Linked DNA regions of Pan troglodytes: region 2 is linked to region 1. Evidence: chromatin contacts called from public HiChIP or PLAC-seq data. All regions are on one chromosome and are shown on one strand. Each heading gives the region's core, a stretch centred on a gene start, on an enhancer-like site or on the middle of the called end of the contact. The rest is flanking DNA. Distances are from core to core; before and after follow the strand shown.

What was found. HiChIP or PLAC-seq counts read pairs in DNA pulled down with a chosen protein or histone mark.
Region 2: a contact with region 1 is called in an H3K4me3 HiChIP or PLAC-seq map of stem cell-derived excitatory neurons, with 5 times the contacts expected there. The contact joins the promoter of TMX1 here to the promoter of PYGL in region 1. A contact is called at or near these places in 1 of 7 Hi-C or Micro-C datasets (stem cell-derived neural progenitor cells) and 1 of 1 datasets of contacts at active chromatin or transcription factors (stem cell-derived excitatory neurons).

Annotation. Positions count from the first base shown.
Region 1 is chr15:48,957,886-48,965,609 of NHGRI_mPanTro3-v2.0_pri, forward strand. PYGL (glycogen phosphorylase L) reads right to left here and starts at 4,258. Exons shown (of 20, transcript XM_001145433.8): 1 at 3,835-4,258. The coding sequence starts at 4,077.
Region 2 is chr15:49,253,201-49,260,924 of NHGRI_mPanTro3-v2.0_pri, forward strand. It overlaps TMX1 (thioredoxin related transmembrane protein 1), which reads left to right and starts at 2,738. Exons shown (of 8, transcript XM_522851.8): 1 at 2,738-3,111; 2 at 6,530-6,645. The coding sequence starts at 2,960. TRIM9 (tripartite motif containing 9) reads right to left here and starts at 2,821. Exons shown (of 11, transcript XM_054666555.2): 1 at 2,580-2,821. It also overlaps the pseudogene LOC112205430.

The DNA.
Region 1 (7,724 bases), core at 3,008-5,507:
GTATATATTCCACACTTGCAATTGTGAGGTTATACCCCCAGGAATAATGACTACATCTGTATTAAATTTGCCTCCTTTTTAATGATTCCACATTAGCACGAACTTAAGTCTTCTTAAAAATATTTCAAAGTCTCTCTTGAGAAATATGTGGTTGCTCAGAATAAAGTAAATGAGAAAATACTTCCTTGCATGACAGACTTTATAAGGACAGGAACGTAAGGTGATTCCCTGTTTTCTCACAAATAACTTTTTAGAGGTAATCTCTCCTTATATTTGGGAATATATAAGACTTCAAAAAATAGATCTTGGCCATACTCTTACTTACTGGTCTCTAAATATTTGTTACATATGCCTGATAGTAAAATATATGAGCATCTCCAATATACTTTATAAATTACATGCATGTACTATGATTACTAGTATTTTATGTAAAAAGTGGATATTTTCAAAAGGCTTGTAAAATAAAATAAAGATATAACAAATATTTTTAAATTGTATGTTTTATTTTTATCCCCAGCATTAGTCAGAGGGCCTGGGTACTTCTGGGAAGACCTCTGGAACACCTGTCAATAAACCTGAGACTTGCAGGACAGGCAAGAGTTGAGCACAGAAATGTGGTAGGAAGGACACTGCAAGTGAATCAGGGGCCCAGAGTGGAGATTGGTTTGTTGGGAGAGCAAGGTGGGTACAGAGGGTAATGGAAGATAACAAGGGAAGAACAGGCCCACCTGGACTGAGAAGTGCTTTCGAATACTTGCTTAAGTTCTATGGCAGGCAAGAGGAGCCAATGATAACTGAGCAGGGGCAAGATGTGTTGTTTTAGGAAGCTTGAGCAGACCACAGTGCACAGAATGAGATGGGATCATATACTCAAATGCCTTCAGGAGCTAGGCAGAGAAAATAAATGTGTAATTGAGGTCACATAAAACAAAGAAGAGTACTGGGCTAAGAAATGGAGTGTGCAAGTCCTGACCACAGGCGCTAAAAATTAAACTCCTGAAAAATGTCTTGGCCAACAAAGTATGTCTGCTATCCTTATTCAGCCTCAGGCTGCCAGTTTTACCACTTGTGGAAAGCAAAATAACCACGTGAAGTCAGCTGCAACAAATGGGTAGCTAGAGCCTCACCAAGGCAGGAAGAGATAATGGAGGAGAGCACATCATTCAAGGGAACCTATAGAAATCAACAGAAATTGGCAAACAGTTAAACGGCAAAAAGTGAGAATAAAGTTTGCGTCTGGATTGTCAAGATGACAATGGCATGAAAACAAAAAACACAGAGGCCAGTCGTGGTGGCTCATGCCTGTAATCCCAGCACTTTGGGGAGGCCGAGGTGGGTGGATCACCAGGTCAGGAGTTCGAGACCAGCCTGTCCAAATGGTGGAATCCTGTCGCTACTAAAAATACAAAAAGTAGCTGGGCATGGTGGCATGCACCTGTAATCCCAGCTACTCAGGAGGCTGAGGCAGGAGAATCACTTGAACCCGAGAGGCGGAGGTTGCAGTGAGCCAAGATTGCATCATTGCACTCCAACATGGGTGACAGAGTGAGACTCTGTCACAAAACAAAACAAAACACGGAAGATGGGGCAGGATTGGGAAAAATAATGGTTTGAGTTTTTAACGTGCTGAGTTTGAGGAAATAGGAAGATATCTAGATATGTTCGCTAAACACTCAGAAATGTACGCATAGAGTTAGAAAAGGAATTCAGACTAGGGATCCATATTTGGGATTCATCTGCACAATTATTGGAGAGCAAGGGAGGTGGGAGAGGAGCTTGGACACACCTACTGGCTCTACTTTGTGAGGGCAGGAACCATCCTGTTTAGACAGACGACTGTGATGGAGTAGATATTTGATGAGCACGTGTGGAATGAAACATGTTCATTGTCGAATCCCCAGTGTATCGCTATCAGAATTTACACACGTCGGAATTCCTGGCTTATACCTGCACTCACGTAGAAAAGGACAGCCCAGTGAAGAAACTGGCCGGAGAACCAGGAAAACCATAAAGCACAGCATAAGCCACTGAAGGAAAAACATACAAGATTCTCTGGTGCTCTATGATGCTAAATGTTACAGAGGCATGAGTGTGTGTTTCTAATATATGCTCAGTGTCCCACCCTTCCGCTTAAAATTGTTAAAAATAATTTTTAATGAGAGGCGCAGTATGGCGTACTTAGTAGCATTCCCTTTGTGTAAATAAATTTTTAAAAGATAGTGGCCGAGTGTGGTGGCTCACACCTGTAATCCCAGCACTTTGGGAGGCCAAGGAGGGAGGATCATTTGAGGCCAGGAGTTTGAGAGCAGCCTGGCCAACATGGTGAAACCTTGTATCTACTAAAAATACAAACTTAGCCAGGTGTAGTGGTAGGAGCCTGTAGTCCCAGCTACTCGAGAGTCTGAGGCAGGAGAATCGCTTCAATCCTGGAGGCGAAGGATGCAGTGAGCCAAGATGGCGCCACTGCACTTCAGCCTGGGCGAGAGTGAGACTCTGTCTCAAACAAAACAAAACAAAACAAAACAAAACAACAAAACAGTAAATATATGTATACATAAAGTGTTTTCTAAGGTGCATTTAAATTTTTAAGGATACATTTTAGCAGTTGCTACCTTGGTGGAGGCCTAGGTCTTTGGGGTGAAGAAGAGTTACTTTCCATTTGAAAGCTGTTACAGTTGCAATTTCTTACTATGAGAATTTACATTTATTTCCTTTCTTAAAAATTCCTACGGGGTTTCTTGGGCACTGGGATTATAGACCTTTTTTTCTTCTTCACACCTTTACATAATTAAAAAGTTCTAATAAATGTTTATATATATTTCCCACTGCCCCTGGGATGTATCCCAATCTTTTATTCTTTCCAATATGTCTCCACCTGGCTTCTCCAGCTTCCTCTCCCAATAGAGACTCACACCCACCCTCACTCCAGCCTGCACACAATCCCTCTCCGTGCCATGCCCTCCCCAGTCCTTCCCCAATGCCTCTCGCCCTCTTCGCAAACTGTCAGGCAGAGATATTGTCCCTCTGTAGGTCCAAAATCACCCTAACGAGGTCTCTGCTCCCGCCCCCACGCCGTGGATGGAGGCGGTCCCTGACCAGCCTTCCTCAGCAGCTCTGGGGGCAGGCCTCGGGGGTGGAAGGGCTAAGGGTGGGGGGAGTGTGTGTCTTCGGGGAGTATGAGTCCAGGGCATTGCCTGGCCCTGGGCCGCCTTTGCGCAAGACTCACGGAATTCCAGGAGCTACACCCACTCAGGAGAATGGGTGGGCGGAGCTCTACGCTTGGAGCGGGACCCTGCCCCTCCTCTGCACCACACTTAGCCACTCCCAGAGGCCTGAGACTTAACGACCTTTTCCCAGCTCGGCGTTTGTCTCCCCTCCCAAAATACCAAGCTCCAGCAAGGCAAGATTTTTGTCCCTTTTGTTTAGGGCTGAGTGCCCAGGGCAGAGAACAGTGTCCAGCATACAGGACAAGAGGCCCCCGTCACCTCTTGATTAAATGCTGAGAGTCAAAGTTCCAAAAAAGTTTGTGAAGTGAACAGGCGAGAGGGGCCTGGGCTTCTGCCCACCAGGCAGTTTCCAGGGGCTGACGGCACAGTGGTTTGGGCGGGACACTGGCGGGTGGCACCTCGGAGACACGAGTTCGGCGTCGGTGGGGAGGCCGAATCTGTCCCCCAGGCTGCCCGCCCACAGCCTAGACACGTCTCCTCTGGACTTCGGGGCAAGGACCGGGTGCAAGGGACCACTCTGAGGGGTTCTCCACCCCGTCCCGCCCGGCCGCGGCCGGAGACTCTGACTCCGGGCTGGACCCCGGCCCGCCCTTCCGCCCCCGGTTACCTTGGGGCACTTGTCGTAGTAGTGCTGCTGCGTGCGGATCCAGCGCCCCACCAGGTGGTCGCGCACCGTGTGCGCCAGCGCGAAGTAGTAGTCGCGGGTGGTGGCCACATTGCGGTCCTTGACCAGCGTGAAGTGGAGGTGCCGGTTGAAGCTCTTCTTCAGCTCTGCCACGTTCTCCACGCCCACGATGCCGCGGATGCTGATCTGCCGCCGCTTCTCCTGGTCCGTCAGGGGCTTCGCCATGGCTGGGGCGGCGGGCTGCGCGGCGGGCTGCGCAGAGAGCTGGATGTGCGGCCGGAGGCGCTGGGCTGCCGGGCAGGGGTGGAGTCCGCCCCGCCGCGCCAGCAGCTTTCAACCAGCACGAAAGTTTGGGGCCCGCCCCCTCGGGCGGTGCCGTCCCGGCTGCACTCCCACCGCCTCCCGGCCCCTGCCCCAGGCCGGAGGGCAGAGGAAGTGCCCGGCCCCTCCCGGGGCTCTGGGGCCGCAGTGGGCTCGGGGGTGGGAGCCGAGGTCCAAGCGCCGGCGAGACCCCTGCCAGCCCGGGACCTGGGCTCGGAGGCTCCCTTCCGGATTTCCAAAATCTGCGGAGGCAGCATTTGTCCCGCCTCTCCCCTCTAGAGTGTGGAGACGGGAGGACGTCTGTGTAGGGAAGCACGTCGTTGGCAGACTGCTGTTTTGCCGATGTTTATTTGTTATGCCATTATGACTGTTAGGATTTCTCACCCGGAGTGGCTTCCGCCATAAGCGCCGGGATCTGGAAGGACGGCACGTTTGACTTCTGTTGTCCCAACCTCACTTGCCAGCCCTTGGCACCGCCCCAGCTTGGATCCTCAGGGCGCCTCTGTTATTTTCATTCATTTTTTTGAGGACTCCAGGGTTCAGGTTTCTTAACTCCTAGACCAAAGTTCGCCCCGCTCGTAGCACCCTGTCGCTCATCCTTAGAGGTAGGTTACTAAGAATCAGAGTAGGTGAGGTGAAGCTCTAAGCTCATTATGCGGCAGGGGCTTTTACCTTAGGCTTCTTCTTCGAATTACGTTTTAACTGCAGTGGAGGGTGTGGGGGGAGGAGGGGGAGAAAACAGAAGGGTATGTGTGTGGAAAATGAAGGGATTACTCACTGGACTAGTTGCCTTCTTTACAAAAAACAACCCAGTCTGTGTTACTGTGCGGTACAGACTGATCTTTGCACCTCCACTTTGGGTGGTATTTGAATATGCGTGTTTATGTGTGCTTAAACCTTGGTAAAGGCAAACACTTGGCATTTTAGGATGTCAGAGGTTTTTTCTTCCTCATTAAGTAGTATTAATACATTATTTTAGAAACAGTCCATTGCCAGACGTAAGTTTTCTTTTTCCTTTTTCTTTTCTTTCTTTTTTTTCTTTCTTTCTTTCTTTTTTTTTTTTTTTTTTTGAGACAGAGCCTCACTCTGTTGCCCAGGCTGGAGTGCAGTGGCGCGATCTCGGCCCACTGCAAGCTCCGCCTCCCAGGTTCACGCCATTCTCCTGCCTCAGCCTCCCGAGTAGCTGGGACTACAGGCGCCCGCCACCACGCCGGGCTAATTTTTTGTATTTTTAGTAGAGACGGGGTTTCACCGTGTTAGCCAGGATGGTCTCGATCTCCTGACCTTGTGATCCGCCCTCCTCGGTCTCCCAAAGTGCTGGGATTACAGGCGTGAGCCACCGTGCCCGGCCAAGTTTTCTAGAAAAATCTTAGTATACTTATATTAATATATTTTGCTTTTTATAATAAACCCAAGTTGATTATTTTGAATTCACACATGGTGGTGGTGGTGGTGGTGGTGGTGGGGGGGGTAATGGATTAATTGATTCAGACCAAATGTGACCCTCACCATAAAAGTGAAAGTTCAAAGCTCATAGGTCTGACAAAATTTCCTGAATCCTTGTCCTCCCAGATTCTGAAGTTTGGACTTGAGCTTTTGGGGCAGAGACTGAATTGGGCCTTATGCAACTCTTGCAATACCGATGACCTGCAAAGGACAGTATTTATGGAAGAGATGAGCATTAGAGTTTGGATCTGGATGGGGCCAGAAATACCCTGAATTAAGAGTGGGAAGGGGGGGCCCATCAAAATCATTGATCTTAAAAATAAGTAAGGCCTGTGGGGTAAAATTTGAAATAAAGCAGAAAGATAAGGTTCTTTGATTATTATATAACTTAAAAAAGTGTTTATCAGCTTTGAATACCCCCAAGATGGTCACAGCATTAAGCCAGTTATGGGTCATTCGTACATAAGTGTGAAATTAGTCACTCAGCTTTAACAGCTGGATGAAAAATAGGGTAGAGCCTAGGATGAGGGAATACCAGGTCTGAGTAGGTCTTCCTCCCAAAAAGGTCTCTGAGCAGGAGAAGGCATCATAATGTCTGGGCACTGGGGAGTGAATAATTAGGGGGCACACAAGAAGGGATGAAATACACCAAAAGCAAGCTTACTCGGTTTCTTAGTTTTGCTTAAGACAGTTTCAAATAGATGGCTCCCAGCTCCGCTGTCTACTTTCCTGTACTAAATTCTTGTTGGAAACTCAGGGTAATGATGAACTAATGAACACACTATTCTTGATTCACTATCCAGTCGGTGAGCCTGCACCCCCGACTTGAACAATTCTCTATGCAGAAAAATCATGAACTATAGAATGCTCAATATATACAGTATGGGGAAAAACCATCCATCTCCATGTTAAAAAGAACATGATGGAACCAGGTGATTTAGGGTGCTCCATAGACCCAGTCTTAAACGACAATGAATTACATTGCAAGACAGTTATTCCCCTTTCACTTTTCCTTAAGTCTTTCTGGAAAGTCCTTTGTGTTAACATGTTAGCATTTTTTAATCTATATTTTTAACAGAATGCAGGTACAGACTCTAAAAGTTCTTGAAGTTTTAGCATCTAACTAGAATGTAATACAATTATCTTCCATTTATGGTAAATGATACTTTTTCAGTTGACATTCTGATATAAACTTTGTTTCATCTGCTTGTTCTGTGCTAGTCTAGGACACTGAGGCCTTGAGAGGTTAAGTTACTTGACTAAGAAAATTAATATCTTTAAAAACCTTTCCTTTAGCCTCTCTTGACCAGAAAGAACCAGAAACTATGGATCCCTGAAAAACTATCAGATTTCAGTGGCTCACGTGTTTATAGCAGCCTTACTCACAATGGCCTATATTATTCCTGCTTCTCATCCACTGCTTCCCCATGGCTGCTGTAACGAAATGGCGTTTGTAAATAGCTGAACAAACAGTCCAGAACTCATAGGACAAGTGTAAAAAAACATGAGAAAGTAGTGTGTTAGCTCGGGTCTTCAGAGAAGCAGAAGCTAAAGCAGGATTAAACATGTTAAGATTTTTTACTGGGGTAAATGCTGTGGGAGGGAAAAATAGGGAGTGCTAGCCAGAGAGAGCATCAGACTGTGATGCCAGTGTGACCTAGAGTGAAGGGGAGAGAGAGGGAAGGGTAGAAGGGCATATCTCAGACAGCCCTGTAGTCCCAGGAAGATCCAGCAGTGCTGCTGCGCAGTTCTGGAGGGCATCTGCTGTCAGGAGTCCACGGTACTCTGCTCGGTCATTGGTGGGAGCATCCTCCCGGAGGCATGGCCTCTGCAGGGCTATCTGGAGCCCTGGGTCGGTTATGTTTCCTGCAGCTTGGGGCATCTATGAGGTCCTTTCTAGTGACCACCACAGGAAGATATGAGATAAACAAATACAGGTTAATATCCACTATGTTTCAAAGCAGGGCCTATTGTGGTGGCATACCACTTTCAGATTATCAAAATGGCAACTAGCATTTTCCAAGGACTCTGGCAAGGCCTATAATGTGCATTACCTCATTTAATCTTCTCATCAGCTCTGTGGGACAAGTTCTGTTTTTCTTTCC
Region 2 (7,724 bases), core at 1,488-3,987, 290 kb after region 1:
CTCTACTAAAAATATAAAAATTACCTGGGCGTGGTGGCACCTGCCTGTAATCCCAGCTACTCGGGAGGCTGAGGCAAGAGAATTGCTTGAATCCAGGAGGCGGAGGTTGCAGTGCGCTGAGATCACACCACTGCACTCTAGCCTAATGACAGAGCAAGACTCCGTCTCAAAAAAAAAAAAAAAACGAAAAAAACCACACCATATCAATAGAGTAAAGAACAAAAACCACATGGTCATTTCAATAAATGCAGAAAAAGGATTTGTCAAAATTCAACACTTCTTCAAGATAAAAACAGACGACCTTCTAGGAATAGAAGGAAACTTCCTCACCTGTATAAAAGGCAACTATTTAGAATTCACATTAACATCATACTTAGTGGTAAAAGACAATGCTTTTCTCCTAAGAACAGGAACAAGATAAGTATGTTTGGCCACTCTTGCCATTTCTATTCAACATTGTAATGGAGGTCTAGTGTCTTAGCTTGGGCTGCCATAATAAAATATCATAGACTGGGTGGCTTAAACAATATAAATTTATTTTCTCACAAATTTAGGAAGTTCTCATTGTACTCAAGGCAAGAAAACTCTGGACTAGGGTGTTGGCTGTTGAGATGGAAATTGGTGGTCAGATTCAGGATACGTTTTGAAGGTAACGTTTACAAGATTTGCTCATAGGTTACAAGAGGAGAAGGTGAAGAGAGAGAACAATAAAGAATTAACACGTACATGTTTGGCTAGAGAAACCTGGCGAACCTCGGGGCTCTTTAGTGGATGGAAGACCAGCAGAGGAAGAATCAAGAATTATCTTTTTTGGCTGTTTGATGTTTGAGCTTCTGAACCCCCAAAATCTGAGACAGGTCTCAGTCAATTTAGGAAGTTTATTTTGCCAAAATTAAGAATGCGTGCCCATGACATAGCCTGAGGAGGTGCTGAGGACATGTGCCTAAGGTGGGTGGAGCACAGCTTGATTTTATATTATATATTTTAGGGAGACATGAGACATCAATCAACATATGTAAGATGAACATTGTATTGGCCTGGAAAGGTGGGACAACTCAAAGCAAAGGCGGGACAAACTCGAAGCCAGGAAGGGGCTTCCAGGTCATAGGTGGGTAAGAGACAAATGGTGGCATTCTTCTAAGTTTCTGATTAGCCTTCCAAAGGAGGCAATCAGATATGCATTTATCTCAGTGAGAAGACGGATGAGAGGCAGGTTTGCCCTAAGCAGTTCCCAGCTTGACTTTTCCCTTTAGCTTAATGATTTTGGGGCCCCAAGATTTCTTTTCCTTTCACCAGCTATTACATACCCAAGAGATGTTTAGCAAGGAGTTGAATACATATGCCTGTAGTTCCCAGAAGGATCAGAGTCTGAATGATATACAGTTGAATACATATGCCTGTAGTTCCCAGAAAGATCAGAGTCTGAATGATATACAGTTGAATACATATGCCTGTAGTTCCCAGAAAGATAAGAGCCTGATGATATGAAGAGAAAGGTGGCGGGAGATGGGGGGCGGGGGGCAGTAAAGCATCCTGGGGATGCCGATGTCCGGAAGTAAAGGAGGACCAGCCAAGAAGTTTGAGAAGAATCAGCTAGTGTAGGACAGAAAAAAAAGCGAGCTGCCCAGACAGCAAGATAGTAAAGTGTTTCAAGGGTGTGGTAGAATGGGGCTAGGAGTCATGCTAGATGCATTGAGAAGAAACAATTGGGATTTATCTTGCTGGTCGCTGGTGTCCTTGAGAGGGCTATTCAGTGGAGGGGTGGGGAATGGGACCAACTGGGGTTAGTTAAGTTGAAAAGGTGAGGTAAGATAGTGGCAACTATTTCCTTGAGACTTAGTCTCTCTCTATAGCCCAGATTGGAGTGCAGTGGAATGATCTCGGTTCACTGCAACCTCCGCCTCCCGGGTTCAAGCGATTCTCCTGCCTCAGCCTCCTGAGTAGCTGGGACTACAGGCGCCTGCCACCACGCCTGGCTAATTTTTGTATTTTTAGTAGAGACGGGGTTTCACTATGTTGGTCAGGCTGGTCACAAACTCCTGACCTCAAGTGATCCGCCTGCCTTGGCCTCCCTGTTTTGCTAGGATTACGGGTGTGAGCCACCACATCTGCAACTATTTTCATTTGACTGATGGGGCAGTGCACATTTTGGTTTGCATTTGTATTTACGAATGTTTGAGAGAAAAAACTCAAATATGTTACAAGCCTATGTGTCTGGTTCCATTTTGAAGTACTGACCTAGGATCTCTGTACCTACTGAATTTTTTTTGAGAGATAACATACACCTGAAAGTGCATAAAGTGCACTGTCTTAAAATGTACAGCTTGATCCTCTTTTTAAAAAAATCATATACGTACGCCCATGTAACTACTGTTCATATCTAGATGTTGAACACCTCCAACACATCCAACATAACCATAATGTTCCTCTGCACCTTCCCTGTCTATAATCTCTCAGAAGTAAACCAATATTCCGACTCCTATAAAATCCATTAGATTTACTACATGTTTCAAAGAAAACAAATGAGAACTCTGAAGGACATTTAATTGGAAAACTGCTTTAGCACATTATAAACTTACCAATTTGCTTGTAAACGCTAACCATTTGGCGCCAAAATCCTGGGAGCGTCTTTTAAGCCGTTCTTCCTCAAAGCACCGCCCCACTTTTTACACCACGCCTCCTTTTGCTCTGTTCCTTCCCCCACAATATTGGGGCACCCTAGGCGGTAGAAGAAGCCGCTTTTCTGTCATGCGCATTGCGGAGAGGCGTTCTTCCCTCTTTCCCGACTTCACCACCCACTGGGATCAGACCCCTGTCATGCGCATTGAGAGTCCTCTAGACAGGCGCTCCTCGCAGCACCGTAGTGCGCTTGCGCTGAGCAACCCGCGAGGGCGGAAGTGGGAGCTGCGACCGGAGGGAGGGGCCGCCGCGCTCGCTGTGAGGTGGGCAAGCGGCGGAAATGGCGCCCTCCGGGAGTCTTGCAGTTCCCCTGGCAGTCCTGGTGCTGTTGCTTTGGGGTGCTCCCTGGACGCACGGGCGGCGGAGCAACGTTCGCGTCATCACGGACGAGAACTGGAGAGAACTGCTGGAAGGAGACTGGATGATAGAATTGTGAGTGCGGGGCGGCCGGGGTCCTACGTCCGTGCCTGGACACACTACTTCACCCCGCACGTTCCTCGTGCAGGTCGCAGGCTCCCCAGGACTGCGCCTCCGAGTTGCGGAGCGAGCGTCCCCGACTTCTGCAGCTCCCCAAACTCCTGGGATCTGCCGCCAGCTTGGTCCCACCCCCTCGTCTCTTACCCGTGAATGTTAAGTTTCTTCTGGGGTGCACCCTCGTTTCGTTTCTCGGGTTGTGGTGCGCCCAAAGGGTTAGCGCCAATGCGAATTCTGACATTTTTCATGACTTTGAGGATGCGACTGGGGCGTGGGGAGGGAGGTGTCTGACTAGTGTCTAAGTAGTTAAAGTGATTCTTCATAGACTTCTATACTTATTTTCACCACATTTTACATAAGAGAATATTGAGCAAAATCTCTCCTCTCGTTTTGTCTGTCCTTAAAAGATAGTCTCTTTATGGTGTTGGAATTTGGGGCTTTTAAGCTTTTTTTAATGGATTAGGTACGTTTCTTTTTTATTGTAAATACTGAGTCAATTCCAGTTGGGTTATTTTTAAGTTTTCGTTTTCTCTTTTTGCCTCCTCTTTTGCTTTCTCTTTTTTTCACTCCTCATCTCATTTTTCCTTTGGGTGTCTTTGTAGTGTAGAGAATACCTTGGGTTCTGACTCCTAGGTCTTTGTAAATGGTATTACATTAAAAGATAATGTATTAATGTATACACTCTCAAGAGCGCCAGGTCATCATTTATTGCTCGAACGAGATCATGTATTTTGTGTGGTGATTTCAATTTAATAATATCTGTTCTGCCGCGGTGGGAAATAAAGTATCTGCCTTTGCTTTAGATGCTAAGTCGTTGTTGATGGTGGTATTATACATATTAGCAGTATTTACTGATAATAGTAAAAGCATGATTATTGAGTATTAACTGTACTGGACACCACTAAGCACCTTTACACGCATACCATATTTAATTCCCTACAAATTCTCTATGACAGGTGTTTTTCACGTTTTACAAATGAGTAACAAGATACCTAAATACTTCAGTTGACCTATGCAGATATTGCTGTGCTGGCTTTCTTTGGGTCTTCAGAGTAGGCATACAATAATTGTTGTTAGAACACCTTCTTCTTTAAAAAGGTTCAGCTGGAAGTGGCGTACGCTACCCAGGAGATTGAGGTATGAGGATGACTTGAGCCCAGGGGTTCAAGAGATCCTGGGCAACATAGCAAAATAAATACGTAAATAAATAAAAATGAAAAGACAACAGGGTTCAGGTGAGTGTTTTCTTGTGTCACGAATACAACAAGGGTTGTCAAGTTAAGGAGGCCAGTGAAAGTGACATCCCCAAGGGAGAACCCAGAAGGCTAAATCAGTAAGTCCTGTGTTATTTTTTAAAAAAACAAAACTGGCCGGCGCGGTGGCTCACGTCTGTAATCCCAGCACTTTGGGAGGCCGAGGCGGGTGGATCACGAGGTGAGGAGATCGAGACCATCCTGGCTAACACGGTGAAACGCCGTTTGTACTAAAAATACAAAAAATTACCTGGGCGTGGTGGCACGCGCCTGTAGTCCCAGCTACTCGGGAGGCTGAGGCAGAAGAATCGCTTGAATCTGGGAGGCAGAGGTTGCAGTGAGCCGAGGTCGCACCACTGCATTCCAGCCTGGGCGACAGAGTGAGACTCAGTCTCAAAAAAAAAGTAGAACATTTATATGGAGGGTAAGATAAAGGGAAATTTTCATAGTATGCATATAATCTGCAATTCTGAAATGAATTTTCATTCAGGCACCATTGAAAGCTTCAGGGGAGAGGAACTGTGACACTTTTTTCAGTCATCATCATGAGTAACTTGTTTTAGATCGTGCCTGTAAAATAGTGTTATAAGCAATATATTAAGCAATAGTGATCGTGTGTGTATATGCAAAATACAGTCAAGTATTACTCAAGGATATTTTTTAACTCATTATGGTCCAACTATATAAATACAGCAATCAGAAGTAGTATTAAGGAGAACAAGACTAACAAAACATTGAGTATGAGGTAAATCCACATTGGAGCATCTATCTGAAATTATGCTATAGAGTAGTAGTTTTTCTTTTTCCTTAAGTAGAGATTCTAAAGTAAGTTTTTAGAAAACAACTGACAGCCTGGGCAACATGGCAAAAACCAGTCTCTACAAAAAAATACGAAAAATTAGCTGGGCGTGTGGGCAGGCATCTGTAGTCCCAGCTACTTGGGCTGAGGTGGGAGGATGTCTTGAGCCCGGGAGGTTGAGGCTGCAGTGAGCCCAGATGGCGCCACTGCCCTCCAGCCTGGGTAACAAAGCGAGACCCTGTTTCAAAAAATAAAAAAGCAACTGAGCAACAAAACGAACCTGAAAAAGAAGGACTCTAGTAGTTTTAGTAATAGTCTGCTCCTAATTACAAGTGAATTATCTACAGTAAATCCATTTCTGCTCAGAAGTTTTGTCATGGAGATATTTTCATTGTAATACGATTTATTGTTAGGAGCTTGGCTTTTATACTACCAGTTTGTCTTGTTCTACAATGTCTATTTTAGGAGTTTGGTTTTCATAAAACAAGTGAAGAAAATGTGAAGTACAGAAAGTATAGTTTTGTGTTTAACTGCTTTAGGCTTTATTCTTCCTGGTTCTGTTAAAAAAAAAAAAAAAAGAACAACCCTGTGGTGTATTATAAGATAAAATACAATAAAGTGGAAAAATAAGATCCTCGGGAGATAATACCAGAGGAGTAATTTAAATGCTAATATGCTTGCATTTGTAAATCCAAGGTCTTGGAAACAGGATGACCTAACTGGCCAAGAGTTTTGTTTGGCCTGCTTAGTATTTGTGTGTGGGTTATTTTTTGAGGTAACATTCTCATATAAAAATGCAGCTCTCCATCTTCTTTTAAATATGAATAGCCAGCCTTAGTGTGCCAGCATCCTTTGTGGCAATCCTACTTAATAATGGTTGCCACTTTAAGATGGAATATGTGCTTTCTTATTCACCACAGCCCAGGACACTTCTATTTTTCCAACACCTTGCATTTGTGACTCTGCATTGTAAATTATTAAAATTGGTAAGCTCTAACTTTGGTCTTGAGCTTTCTGGTGGCCACACCGTTAATAGAGAAATGCAAAAGTTTTCTAAAGAGCTGTTTTGCATGTGAAAAAATCCTGTGTCTTATTCTCAGAATTTTATTTGATTAGCATCATCAGTTCATCATTCTTGATTTCCGGATTGTTAGATCTACCCTTAGAAGTTTTTCATCTGCATAAAATTAACCACCTTATCATCTTCAGTGTTTTCATATGAAATATTCTTCATAAATTATACTTTTAAATTTTTTATCCCAAGATAAATGGTCATACTAAAGTGCTTAACTTTTTTTTTTTTTTTTAAATCTGTATTTCTTAGTTATGCCCCGTGGTGCCCTGCTTGTCAAAATCTTCAACCGGAATGGGAAAGTTTTGCTGAATGGGGAGAAGATCTTGAGGTTAATATTGCGAAAGTAGATGTCACAGAGCAGCCAGGTACTGTAAGTCTTTGGTTAGTTTTGTTTCTTTGCTGTTTGGGTTGATATATTTATCCTATTTTCTACATTACATAGTCTTAATTCTACCTTTCTTTAGGTTTTGAAAACCTAACAGTCTGCAGCTAGTTAACCACCTCCCTGCTGGGGGCTCAGTGTGCAATGGTTGCAAAATGGAGATTCCCTGGTTGTGTATACACCTCATTTCTTGAATGTGTTGCTTTAAGGGTTCTTGAAGACATTACCCTCTTTTTATTCTTGCCCACATAACTGCCTCTGATTTGTTGTTCTTTGCATCCCAGGCCCCAGACTAGTATGTAAGATGCCTTTGAGAAGTCCTAGAACACTGTGGTTCAGGTGAACATTGGCCAAGCCACATTTGCATCCATACCAGGCTTCAGAATAAGGAGCATGTGGTTGAGTGTTTTTCTGGAGTCAAGGTCACGTTCCCTGACAAAAGAAGATCTGAATCTCTGAAATTGAGTTTTAAATTTAGTACCTATGATTTGAGGATGTGGGCTCCTAAATATAAAGCCCTCGTGGTTGTGAGGTCAAGTGCACTCCTGACTGGGTCCCTGGACAAGTGGCAGGTCCTGCCCTTAAGGAGGTTCCTTACACAGACGAATCTCATCTTACCGTTCTCGGTAGTCACACTACCCTTGGATTCTTGGCTGTCCCATCCCAAATGGTAATAATAAGTAATATTTATCGAGCGCTTGCCTATTATAGCACTCTTCCACATATCTTGTGTTTATTATTTAATCCTTATACAACCCCATGAAATATGTAATGTCCCCATTTCACAGATAAGAAAAGTGAGGCACAGGTCAATTCTCTGTAATATCAGTGCTTGACACATGGCTAACAATAAATGTTAGCTGCTATTATTTTTGCCTGTCTCATGAAAGATTCATAGTATTTTCCATTTTTAGCAGCACCATAAACTGCCTTTGTTTGTTGAATGTCAAGTGCAATTCCATTGAATTTTAGATCTAAGACCCTATTACCTTGTGCTCTCCCATGAGCACAAGGTGCTCTTATTACTAGTAGTCTTAATTTTGACAGTGATATAAATGATGA